2 separate regions of the Xenopus laevis genome follow, and region 1 is linked to region 2. Evidence: chromatin contacts called from public Hi-C data. All regions are on one chromosome and are shown on one strand. Each heading gives the region's core, a stretch centred on a gene start, on an enhancer-like site or on the middle of the called end of the contact. The rest is flanking DNA. Distances are from core to core; before and after follow the strand shown.

Evidence for each region. A called contact is a pair of places that touch in the nucleus more often than the background predicts.
Region 1: a contact with region 2 is called in a Hi-C map of the XL177 cell line, with 4 times the contacts expected there. The contact joins the promoter of efnb2.S here to the enhancer-like site in region 2. A contact is called at or near these places in 2 of 4 Hi-C or Micro-C datasets (the XL177 cell line and the XTC cell line).

Annotation. Positions count from the first base shown.
Region 1 is chr2S:109,163,049-109,165,812 of Xenopus_laevis_v10.1, forward strand. It overlaps efnb2.S (ephrin B2 S homeolog), which reads left to right and starts at 1,389. Exons shown (of 5, transcript NM_001122597.1): 1 at 1,389-1,960. The coding sequence starts at 1,839.
Region 2 is chr2S:108,980,041-108,982,774 of Xenopus_laevis_v10.1, forward strand. No RefSeq gene overlaps it. Among protein-coding and RNA genes, the nearest start is that of arglu1.S, 150 kb to the right of the region's middle. Within about 2 kb of position 1,466, at least 2 of the 7 cell types and tissues checked have an H3K27ac peak or open chromatin away from gene starts, as enhancers often do.

The DNA of each region.
Region 1 (2,764 bases), core at 139-2,638, 180 kb after region 2:
TGCTCTATAGCCCCATATAAACAGTTGGATTGTATAATGACACAGTAGTTCCATTAGATTTCCCCCACCTACTATAATATATCCATTACTAGACTATACACAGCTGGACTCTGGGAAGGGCTGGTTTGCTGTGGAAATGTGTATTTGATTTACTCCCACCCCTGTACCTCGGAGAAGGATATAGAATTCATTTAAACTATTTACTTCTGCTCCCCCTGTTCCCAGGGGATCAGTATTTTCTGACCAAATAAATCTCCCAAGATGCTCCCTGGAGGCTGATACAGAGTTCACAATGGTTATTCGGTGTGTTTAGGAGATTTAGAACGTCTGTCCTTCATTAACTGGATATCTCTAAACAGTTACATTTTTAGGGCCCGGGGCCCACGTAGTGTGTGTGTATATGTATGTATATATTTAAATATAATCCTAAATCCACGTTTAACTACTTATTTAAAGTGTTTGTTTACCTTTGAGATAACTTTAGTATGATGTAGAGAGTGATATTCTGAGACAATTTGCAATTTGTTGTAATTTTTTATTATATGTGGTTTTTGAGTTATTTAGCTTTTTATTCAGCAGCTCTTCAATCTGCATTTTAAGCAATCAGGTAACTAGGGTCCAAATGACACTAGCAACCATGCATTGATTTGAATAAGAGACTGGAATATGAATAGGAGAGGCCTGAATAGAAGAACCAGTAATAAAATGAAACAATAACAATACATTTGTAGCCTTACAGAGCATTTGTTTTTTAGAATGTAGTCATCAACGCCCAATTAAAAGCTGCAAAGAGTCAGAAGAAAAAGGCAACTATAAAAAAATAACTAATGAAAACCAATTGAAAAGTTGCTCAGAATTGCCCGTTCTATGACATAATAAAAGTTACTTTAAAGGTAAACCACCCCTTAAATGGCTAGCAGGTTTAAAATTAAACATTGTTCCTAGTTAAAACCATGTATCTAACTTAAGATAGAATTTATTGTTTGTAAAACATATCTTGTTTCAGTTACAGAATTGGTTACTTTAGATGAATTATATCATTAGAAATGTGTTTATACATAGGTTTGGTTTGATAGTTCCTAGAAACAGAGTGGAGATTGTCTATGTGGGTGCAGGTAGGAGCTGCGAGTGTCACAGGGTCACCTAATGAATATTAATAGCCGCCGATGAGTTCATGTTTTATAGTATGGGAGGTGTGTACCTGTCACACACAATACGATGCCAAGGAGCAGACGCGTTCTGTCTTAACCATCGATTGACGTGAAGCGCCGCCAATCCGCTCCGCTCTTGAGCATCTCAGCCAATGAGCGGGACGGGCGGGAGTGGGCGGGATGAGTTTATAAGGCGAAAGCGCTGCGCTGAGAGAGATGACTTGGGTTCAGTGAGAAGCAGTGCGAGGATTTGGAGCTGAGTTCATTATTCGTGTGCCCGGAGCAGCACTGCCGTTGGCAGACAAACAGGGATCCGCAGCTGCTTTTATCTGCGGGCACCTATAGGATACACACAGGGACTGCCTGGAGCTGGATTAATACAGCGCACGTTGCGGGCTCTTCGGATCTCAGACACAGAGAGCAGCAAGGGTTGCCGGATGACGGATCCCCTTGATACCAGTGTGGCCCCTTTTGGTAGCTCAGGATACAGTGCGTGTGAGCACGAGTTTGCCGTTTGGAGTTGATTTGTTGGCACAGCCAGGGGTTACTCCTGCCTCAGTCACAGCCACTCAGGGAGTTGGATTTCCCCCGCCGGTTGGACTCTCTTTGCTGTCAGGGGGTCGCTGGCTTTGACTGGAGCCGAAACGTTGCGTTTGTTCAGTGATAGTTTCTTAGGGCGGCCAGATGATGGCACTGAGCGGGGACTCGGTGTGGAAGTACAGCCTGGCAGTTTGGATTCTCTTGCTCAGGACTGCGATCTCCTGGTCCACAGTGCTGGATCCTATTTACTGGAACTCGTCCAACGCCAGGTAAGTGCCTGTCTCTATTTGACTCTGTGTGTCAGACTGTGGGCCCGATTTATACACACAATATAAACGACTCTCTCGCCCTGTGGCCCGTGTCATGTGGACAAGTGCTTTATATAATGGCTCTGCCCCGTGGCCTTACAGCGACAGTAGTGGGAAACTAAAACCCCGTCCCACGGAGCTCCTGTCTGAAGTTCACCGGCAGCTGGAGGGCCGTAGTCTGCATTTTGGATATCGTTGTCCTAAAACGATCCCCTTGGGAGGGGTGACTGTAGAGCGCTTTATTGCCCACCGATCCCGCTGTTAGATCCCCCCTCTCCTGTGAGACTTATAGGCGCCCCGGGAACACAGCCGTGACGTGTCAGGGTCACCCCGGTACAAGGTGCTCCTATTATCATGTGGGTGCTATGAATTATCACTACAGTCAGCTACTGAATAAACGAGCCGGTTGGGCTGATATTGCCACCAGGCTGGCAGGATCGCTGCTGATCTCTGAATCCCAGTATTTATCGGAAATTAGCTTTCAGTCCTGAAGGATCATTTATGTTCCCTAAATACTCGCATGGAGCTACCAACTAGTTTGTGATTTCCAAGAGGCAGGTTGGCATCTGCTTTTCTTTTAAACGGAGCCCTTTGTTGCAGTTGTTTGTGTTTCTCTCTTATCGCTGGGTTGGTGCTAAATATAAATAAATGCGTCTCCGTGGCAGCCTTATTATATATTCCTGCCCTTCTTATCGTGCCGATCTCTGCGTTACTGTAGCCCCCGCGCTATAGAATTGACTGTGACAGCGAGCGCAATATACGAAT
Region 2 (2,734 bases), core at 216-2,715:
CAGACTCATAATCAGACAGTACACCTGTTCCTTGCTTAGCTAAATGAGGTTTCCTATATATATAAATCAATCGCAAATGGAACAAGCACCTCACTGAACCTAACTGGAAGCTTTGAATGAAACATATACTGTATCTGTATGACAAACATCATATCACATCTCTCTGTTGATTATCATTTTCATTATGCTGATATCACACCATGCCCAAGGTCCTTCCTCTTCAGACGGGTTGCTCTTTTCTTTCCTTTACATTTAGAGGCTTTAAAAATCTGCATGTGATTGTATCAAGCTGGTACACAAATTGGGTTGCCACCTTTTCTAGAAAAAAATACCACTCTTCCTATATATTAAACTTTTTTCCCTATTAATAACATTGGGCTCAACCATCATTTTTACCGGCCAGGCCGTTAAAATACCGGCCAGGTGACAACCCTATATACAAATATAATTTGTCACCATTTAACACCATGACTAAAGAAACCCATTAATTTCTTTCTGTCCCCTCTTGAGACTGTATAAGCCATCAAATATTTTAATATCTGCAGCCAAGCTGTTTCACTTCTCAGCTTCTACTGCAAGTCTTTGTCAACACATACATGAGCTTACACAGAGCATAGAACATTTTTTCATGGAGGTCCCCCTGTCACTAAACTATTAGGCTTGTTTACTAATGCAAATACAAATATGCATAATTTAGCAATCAGTGACTTGTCAATACACACTCCTTTGCGACTCCCTGGAAGCACCAACGTGCCCCTTCAGATTGCTCTGATCAATAGCATACATGGATTGATAAATAGGAACCCTGGAATTTTTAGAAGCGTAGACCCTTAGCGGGTTGCTTTAGTTGTCCCAACTAACTTACATCAAACGACTTGTTGCAAATTAGTGCACCATTATTGACCCTGTGTGTCAGAAATGATGCCACTGAAGCCCATGAAGGGACAATATTATGCTAATGTGTGTTTATATTATTGTATCACATGGGATACAACTTGTGGGGCACCTTAAATTTCACTAGCAATCTGAGAAAAAAAAATGCTGTATTTTATGGTAAAGAATATGGCACTTTGCATACACTTTTTGCACTGCATCCAAGTGTGGCCCTGATAAGGAGCAATTTATTAATTAATATTATAGAAAGTAAGAGTTGGACAGGAAAGGTTTGAGCAAAGCCATATATTGCAACAGCAGAACTTTAAACCACCTACAAGTATGCTCATAACTGTACAAGGATAACCCCTATGCCTTATTTGCTGAGATACATTACAACTACATGTTACTGAATAAGTAGTATACTAAAGTCACTTTAATGCTACTCTGTACTTTTCAATGCTTATGTTTTTTTTATGAAAATACAGTTAAGGAGCCTGTAACTGACAGTTTAGGGCTGTTATGACTCACAGACTCCTTCCCTGACTCACTAAGGAAGGAACAAACTATACACAACGTCAGTGTGACCCACCCTCTGCCATAGGCTAGGAAGTTGATCACACAATGCAAGCTGGATATGAAGGTGTGCACAATGTGTGGAAATGAGAAGGTATCCTGGGGGTAAATGCCTAATTACTTTCAGTACAATATGCCTAGCTAGTAAATACTATTTCAGGGCACCTTTGTTGAAATTGCTCAGTGTGAGCGTGTGCATACATGCTTCTATTTGCCAAAACTTATTTTTATTTTTAACTTAATCGTACATAAATATTTACTCTTTTACGTTTACCTATAAAATTATTGCTTTCTGCATCTTTAAAACTAAGGTATCCACTTACACATATTGCCTTTATCTAACACAATGCAAACTTTTCTTTCTGCATACGGTTGTTACAAATATATGGATTGTTTACTTGCTGTTCATGGTAACCAGAAGGTGGCAGCATATCACAGGCAATTACATCCCAGAATTTTAATAGAACTTGCTTGCAAATTACTCCCCTAAATCATTTGCATTGCTTACACCTTTGACCCTCTGTAAGGATACCAATGACACTATATTGATGTTAATTTTATTTAATGGAGTCAACAAAGCCTACAAAGACAATGCTTTTGTGTTTGTCCTTTGTCTTTTATGATGTTACTTTCGGCTTTTAAAAACAAAACTGGGAAGCTGGTTCTTAGTAAAACCATCAGGTAAATGTAACTTACGTCTGGAAAAAAAGCAGAACATTTGCAGTAAATATATCCTGTATTTCTAAACCTCTGTTGTTATTATTGATAGACTATTCTGCAGACTTTTACAGAGATTATACATCAAACACATCAGTCCCTGCCCCAGTAGGGTTTATAATCTAAGATCCCTATCACATTCACTATGGCGAATGTTATCAGAAGCCAATTAACCTGCCAGTATGTGTAAGAGGAAACGGAGTACTCAAAAGAAAACCACACAAGCACAGGGAGAACATATCAAATTCCATACACTGTGTTTCAATTCTATATGTAAAAGCACCCATTTGTGTATTTATTGAAGTGCATATGATAAGAATAACATGAAGAGAACAAATGGTGCTACAAATGCCTCTGTATTTAGATACAGGTATCAATATAATATAGTTGCTGTAGTATTTTAGCTGATGGTTATTATTTAGATAATCATATCACCTCTGGAGGGGTGTGTATGTGTGTGTGCAAGATTCATCATTGTACATCATTTAATACAAAGGGGTTCAGTAACTAATTCCCCAGATAAAAGAAAACGCAATTGTCCACTTGCATCTGTTGCATTGCTGCACTC